Linked DNA regions of Mus musculus: region 2 is linked to region 1. A link is a contact called in public HiChIP or PLAC-seq data. All regions are on one chromosome and are shown on one strand. The core of a region is the stretch at or near the end of the contact, and the rest is flanking DNA. Distances in the headings are between cores, read along the strand shown.

The links. HiChIP or PLAC-seq counts read pairs in DNA pulled down with a chosen protein or histone mark.
Region 2: a contact with region 1 is called in an H3K27ac HiChIP or PLAC-seq map of epiblast stem cells. The contact joins two enhancer-like sites. A contact is called at or near these places in 8 of 39 promoter capture datasets (the 3T3-L1 cell line, 3T3-L1-derived adipocytes, the C10 cell line and 4 more), 2 of 15 datasets of contacts at CTCF or cohesin (CD8 T cells and the NIH/3T3 cell line), 18 of 484 Hi-C or Micro-C datasets (the AML12 cell line, the F1.1 cell line, beige adipocytes and 9 more), 12 of 115 datasets of contacts at active chromatin or transcription factors (CD8 T cells, the HPC-7 cell line, the NIH/3T3 cell line and 6 more) and 4 of 9 other capture datasets (adipose tissue, embryonic stem cells, liver and 1 more).

What each region holds. Positions count from the first base shown.
Region 1 is chr11:106,555,592-106,558,668 of GRCm38.p6, reverse strand. The region is part of intron 2 of Tex2 (testis expressed gene 2); the gene reads left to right. Among named protein-coding and RNA genes, the nearest start is that of Tex2, 56 kb to the left of the region's middle. Within about 2 kb of position 1,733, at least 131 of the 459 cell types and tissues checked have an H3K27ac peak or open chromatin away from gene starts, as enhancers often do. A contact at or near this core is called in epiblast stem cells, stem cell-derived epiblast-like cells and trophoblast stem cells, where this site is marked.
Region 2 is chr11:106,636,716-106,639,842 of GRCm38.p6, reverse strand. No RefSeq gene overlaps it. Among named protein-coding and RNA genes, the nearest start is that of Tex2, 25 kb to the right of the region's middle. Within about 2 kb of position 1,857, at least 44 of the 459 cell types and tissues checked have an H3K27ac peak or open chromatin away from gene starts, as enhancers often do. A contact at or near this core is called in epiblast stem cells, stem cell-derived epiblast-like cells and trophoblast stem cells, where this site is marked.

The DNA of each region.
Region 1 (3,077 bases), core at 484-2,983:
GTAGCATGTATTTTAAATACTGGCTGTCTCCTTGGGGCTATCATTTAGAAGATGAATTTTGTGTCTGCAGGTTTGCTTTGCCTTTTCTGGGGTAAAGTTAAATTTGCGCCAAAGTTGTTCCTTGTTCTCCAACCCTAGGATCTTTGGTCTTGTATTAGGTGACTCTGGCTCCCAAGTGTCAATATATCAGAAGGGGCTAAACTCAGTAAGTACAAAATCCTGTTTGTGTGGCATTTGTGGGCAGGTGAAATTCAGCTACCTGTGCGTACATTTTGGAGGTGAGCATCAGCAGCAGTGGCCGCAGCCCTGGCTTCAGCTGCTTTTCTCTGGGGATGAGCAGGGATCTGAGTGACAGGCAGTTCCCATTGCCAGTGTAGCCACAGGGTAAGAGCATGCTGCAGTTTCTGCTGTCAGCCCTGGCGCCAGCCACACTGAGGACTCTCATCACTTCCTGGGGCCAAAGGATCAGGTCTGACCTCTGGCCAGCCCAGCATCCAGCCGAGCACAGAGTGCTGGCCTTGAACCCTTCCCTGGCACTGTGATTGGGAGCAAGCACAATAGTAGCTCCTCCAGACTTTATTATTTTGCAAAAGGTTAATTGTAGCTTTTAATCTTTCCCAGGATTAAATGGCCCTCTTTATAGATTGTGGTTTGTACTTCCAGCCAAACGGGGCTTCTGAGTCCAGCAGAGAATTGAAGAGAAACCCCTGACCTTTCCTAAATGCTGTCCCAGGTCCAGACTGTAGCCCAGACAGCTGCTGCCTATGACTGGTCATTGTCCCAGTGGTATGCACGGTCTCCATTTAAACAGTCCCAGGTTCAGAAAGAAGCAAGGCTTATGTGACATCTCAGTGGTGTGTGTGGAACGACGACAGGAGGCCCTTGGAGTGCGACACCAACCTGTGCCGGTGCTCTTTGTGCCTACTCCCATGCCTATAACAAAATAAAGCTGGAGAAATATCTCACCCGCTATGTTTAGGGTTAAGAATGTTAGAATGGGTGTGCAGAGGGCAGTGGAGGAGGGGCAACATGGGGGTTGGGAGGCATGCCACTCTGAGCGCTGTGTATCTGACTGCTCAAGTCACATGCAGTCTAACCCAGGGTGTCAGTCAAGTACCGGGAGAATTTGGGTCAGCTCATGGTAGGAAGAGGTAATTAGGTTTGTATGTGGAAACTGCATTTTGCAAGGGAGACCTGGTTTGACGTATTGTGGTATCTCAGAGGCAGACTCGGGGGTCAGACTGAGTTGATTTGGGCCAGCATCTTGGTCTAAGCCCCAGGCTTGTCTGCCCCAGGTTCCCATGTAACATGGCTTCAGCAGCAGTTCCTGTCGCTCCAGGATTCTTATTCTCTTACTCTGCAGTTTTATGTCTTTTACTTTGATTCTTCTCCTTGAGGAATTACAGTGACGGAGTCTCCTCCTTGCAAGTAATTGTTGAGCTTGTTCCTTTGTGGGTCTCCAGGAGTGCCATGGAGTTATGGGCTGGGGGCAGCCTGTTTAGCTCCTGAGCTCCAAGGATTTCATTTAACCCTCCGAGCTGTTTTCGGAGTCAGACTTCAGTCGTATGCTCGGTCACGAGACATTGCTGGGACTGAGGTGGGCCTTGTTCTCCCTGCTCTGTGGAGCTGGCAGTTTAGTAAAGCAATCAAAACAGGTCCAGGGCAGAGAAGGCGTCAGCTTTGCTTTGACCTGAAGGCTGCTAAGGCACTGCCCAGACTATTGGCCGTGTCATGGGGCCATGGTTGGAGGCCACACCTCAGTCAGCTAGATCTGAGGCCAGGTCCCAGCTGTACCAGTCTCCATCAAGAGGCAGGTCATTCCCCTGTTTTGAGCTTTGTTTCGAATGTGGTGGTAGGAAATTGGTGTGGTAAGCCACATGGTACACATGAAGTTCTGGGACACGATAAGAGCCTAGATACCAGGTGCTGTTGTGAGTACTCATTAGTACTTTCTCACTGTGCTTAAGACTGTCCATTCTTACTGTATGAATTATGCTCCCTGCCTTCTGTCAGCATGGAGAAATGTTGTGGTTTACATAGACTATGAGTTGGGATGAGGAAAGCAGGAAGCTAGGCTGAGCCTCTTTACAGGATGGAAAAGTGGGGGGCTGAGGGCTGAGCAGCCCCCACGGTGGGTGTCGCTGGCAGGTGTTGGGGCCTGGGTTGGAACCCGAGCTGCCAGATTCTTGGGATTCTTGCTGACACTGCGGGTGGCCAGGGCGTCTATCCACAGTCTTCTACAGAGTCAAATGTGAGCACGCACGTAGATCTCCTAAAGCTAGCCAAGGTTGGGAAGCTGTGGACTTTAGCCTCAACTAGAATAAAAGGACAAAGGCATTTCAGGAAGGAGGAGATCAGGAGATGAAAGGGAAGGGAAAATGAGCAGACCATGGCAGCTGGACAGCTGGGGAGATGAGGATGGGAGGGATGCTGCCTGGGTCAGACTGGGCAGATGTTGGAGCAGGCGTCATGGCCTGGGCTCCTTGCCTCTGCCACTGGAGTAGTAAGGTTTGATCTGTGTAGTTCGGCCTCAAACTCCTTTCCTTTGCATTGCTCTGGATCAGGTTGCCCTGGTATTTGTCAGAACATGGAGTGTGACCTGTATCTGTCAGAGCTGTCAGCAGAGGCTAACTGCTTACTCATCCCTGAACTTTGGTCCTGCTGAGTGGAGCCAGAGCCCAGGAGGGGCCTGTTCCTCAGGCTCCTGGGCTGAGCTCCTGCTCTGTGGCTACCCAGAAGCATTGTGGGGAAGGTTGGCTTTGTTTACCATATTACACAGGAACTGACCTAGGAAGAGAACTGATCTGCCGGTCCTTAGAGGGCTCAGGATAACAAAACCTGTGCACAGAGACTGTTCAGCCAGACTGTTCAAACAACCTTTGGTGTGTTGTCTATTTTCCAATCTGAAAAGCAGAGAAATAAGCTAAAAACTTGATAGAAGTTTCCCTACAGATGAGTATGCATTTAAAGAGAGGAAAGCATTTGGAGAAGTCTCTGCCCAGTGACCCCAGTGGGGTTGGTTTTGAAGCCACATAGAACCGTTGTTGATAGCTGAGCACAAGAGCGTGTGCTCTTGG
Region 2 (3,127 bases), core at 608-3,107, 81 kb before region 1:
CCAGGGCAGGCGTATCCAACCACTGTGCTACAAACCCAGGACCTGTATCTGCTAAGCACAGGCTCTTCCACCGAGCGGTATTCCAGCCCCATGGTGGATCCAAACTTCTGGAAATTCTGCCAGTGACACCTTGCTTGCCACAGGTGGAGGAAGAGGAAGGAGCAAGACACGTGGCAGCTAGAAACCTGGAGCTTTGGGCAGCACCATGGCAGCCAGCCAGTCCCTGCTTGTCTTGTGAGCCTCTCTGCTAAGTTGCAGTTTACTGAGGGGGCTGCTTAGATAAGTGTGTAGCGGGGAGGGACTTTATAGGCTTCAGCCAGAGTAGGAAGGAAGCCTGGAAAAGCCTATTGAAGGGCACTCCCAACACTGGCAAAATTACCAGCCATGCATTGCAATTCCCAGCCTCTGCAGCAGGCAAATAACCAGTCTCTGCGTTCCTGGATTGATTAAACAGTAATTAGGCGTCAAAAGCTCGCTAAATGCCCCTCTTTCAAAAGCTCTCAGCTAGGCAATTTTTCTCTCACATTTAATAGTGACTATTCTTGTATTCTTTTCTGCCCAAAGTGGTCATAATTGGGGGGAGGGGGTGCGCAATGAGACGAGCGTCCCGGGAAGCTGAAGGCAGAGAGGGATGTGCCACAGTTGTTCTTGGGAAGATGTAGGCACAGTTGGTTCCAAGGACTAAGAAACCTTTTTCTCTCTCTCAGTGACTCCATCTATTGGTGGAAACCAAGGCTGGGGTGTAGCTCAGTCAGTAGAGTGCGCACCCCTTGCACAGGAAGCCCAGGGTTCAATCCCAGCACTGGGAGGTAGAAGCAAGAGATTCAAGGTCATCCCTGGGTACACCGCAAGTTAAAGGACAGCCTGGGCTACATAAACTGTCTCTGTGGCAAATGCCTTTAATACCAGCACTTGGGAGGCAGAGGCCTCCAGCTCCCGGACAGCAGAGTTGTTCCACAGAGAAATCTGTCTCAAAAATGCCAAAAATAAAGCAACAACAAAACCCTGTCTCAAGGCAAAGTTGCTACCTTTTCCTCTCGGCTCCACCCAACAGTTACCTAGCAACAGCCTGGCTCTTAACTCTCCATCCTCTCTCTCCCCTCTCCCTTCCCCTCTCCCTCTCTCCCTCCTTCCCTCCCTCTCTCCATCCCTCCCCATCTTCTTCCTGTCTTCCCACGTGTTCCTGGCTGGCATCTCCCCTTCTTTCTCTGTCCCCCTTTTATCTGTCTCCACTCCCTTCTCAGATGCCAAATAAACTTCCTTTTATACCAGACCTGTCCTGTGGATAATTCCTGCAGGGGATGCCTCAGCCTGGGCCCAGCTCAGGCTCCCCCTCCTGCTGCGGCATACTGCCTTTTATAAGACATATCAAAAGGGAAGATTTATGCATTGAAGATCTTGGTTATTGTACAAAAATATTGCTAATCGCCTAAACAGTGCCCCTTAAAACGACATTAATTCTCTCTGTATCTGTGTGTGTGTGTGTCTGTCTTTCTCTCTGTCTGTCTGTCTCTCTCTGTGTCCCTCTCTGTCTCTGAACACACACACACACACACACACACACACACACACACACACACACACACATCTAAGTTCATTATAACTTTCTCTTTGCTTGAGCAGGATGCGACGGTGCCTGCCTTTAACCCCAGCACAGGGAGGCAGACGCAGGCAGATCTCTGTGAGTTTGAGGCCAGCCTCGTCTACATAGTAAGTTGCAGGACAGCTTAGAGCCACATAGTGAGACCCTGTCTCAAAAACAAACAAAAAAAACCTGTAGCCTGAAGGGAACCAGCCAAGTTCAGGGTTGGCGGTCCGGAAGCTACCGAGTGTATAGCTCAGTCAGCTGGCTTGACAGGTCAGACATGAGAGGTGCTGTGGAGGCCCCACGCTGTGAGAGAGCTGGGAAACTGGTATGACTGGCTGGATTGCCCGGATGGGATGGGGAGAGGATTAGCCAGAGCACAAAGTCCAGGCAGAGCAGCACCCCAGGGAGCCAAACAATTCCTCTAGGCCCTCTTCCCAACTCACCAGGGTTTTCTGGCTGACTTGGGGCAGCTCTAAGTGTTTATTTAGAGCGCCTTGGTTTGTTTATTTTTCTTAGAACCGTAGGCAGAGTGATTACTTCCAGCTTCAAATAGAATTTTGTGTTGTTTTTCTCTGCCGGACTTAAGGAGTTTTATTATGTCTTTCCTTCTACCTGTAAGAACAAAAGGGGGAAGAATAAATTGTAATTGAGAGAATTAGTCACTTGCCTCTCTCCTGGAAGTGTGTGTCTCGCTGAGTGGAGGGCTGCCATTCCCTGGGACCGGCTTGTCTTTGAATGGATCTGAGTGACATGAGTGATGGAATCTCAGTGGCACGTCTTTGAGTATTGAAAACAAGAGAACATTTCCTGACAATTTGTGTGAGGTAATTTCCATCCTCCTACGACACGGGAAAGACAAGAGAAGATGGGGCCATCTTCTTCTAGTTACGATTTCCTTATTTATTTATTTATTTTTAGTTTTTTTTCAAGACAAGGTTTCTCTGTGTAACAGATCCCTGGCTGCCCTGGAACTCACTCTGTAGACCAGTCTGACCTCATAGAGTTTGCCTCTGCCTTCTGAGTGCTGGGATTTCAGGATTATACCAATTTACTTTGCTCAAGGCCAGCAGCTTAAAAAAAAAAAAAAAAAGATTGATTTATTTATTTCATTTATGAGTACACTGTAGGTGTCTTCAGACACACCAGAAGAGGGCACCAAATCCCATTACAGATGGTTGTGAGCCACCTTATGATTGCTGGGATTTGAACTCATGACCTCCAGAAGAGCAATCAGTGCTCTTACCTGCTGAGCCACCTCTCCAGCCCTGATGATCTCTTCTCAATGACCCCCCTTCCTCATGGTTCAGCACCCCCACCCTTTGTGGACTTCCCACCCTATTCTCCATTCTGCCCAGCCATTGTGTAATTAGCATAGAGCAACATATCTCCAGGGGTGAGAGTTCCAAGTGGCTTTGAGCTACCCCATATAGATGATGGGAACCAAACTTGGATCTTCTGGAAGAGCATTCATTAAACAGAGATGGCTGAGCCATCTCTCCAGTCCCCAGTAGAGAGTCTAGCACCTTTTGGCTGTCTGAA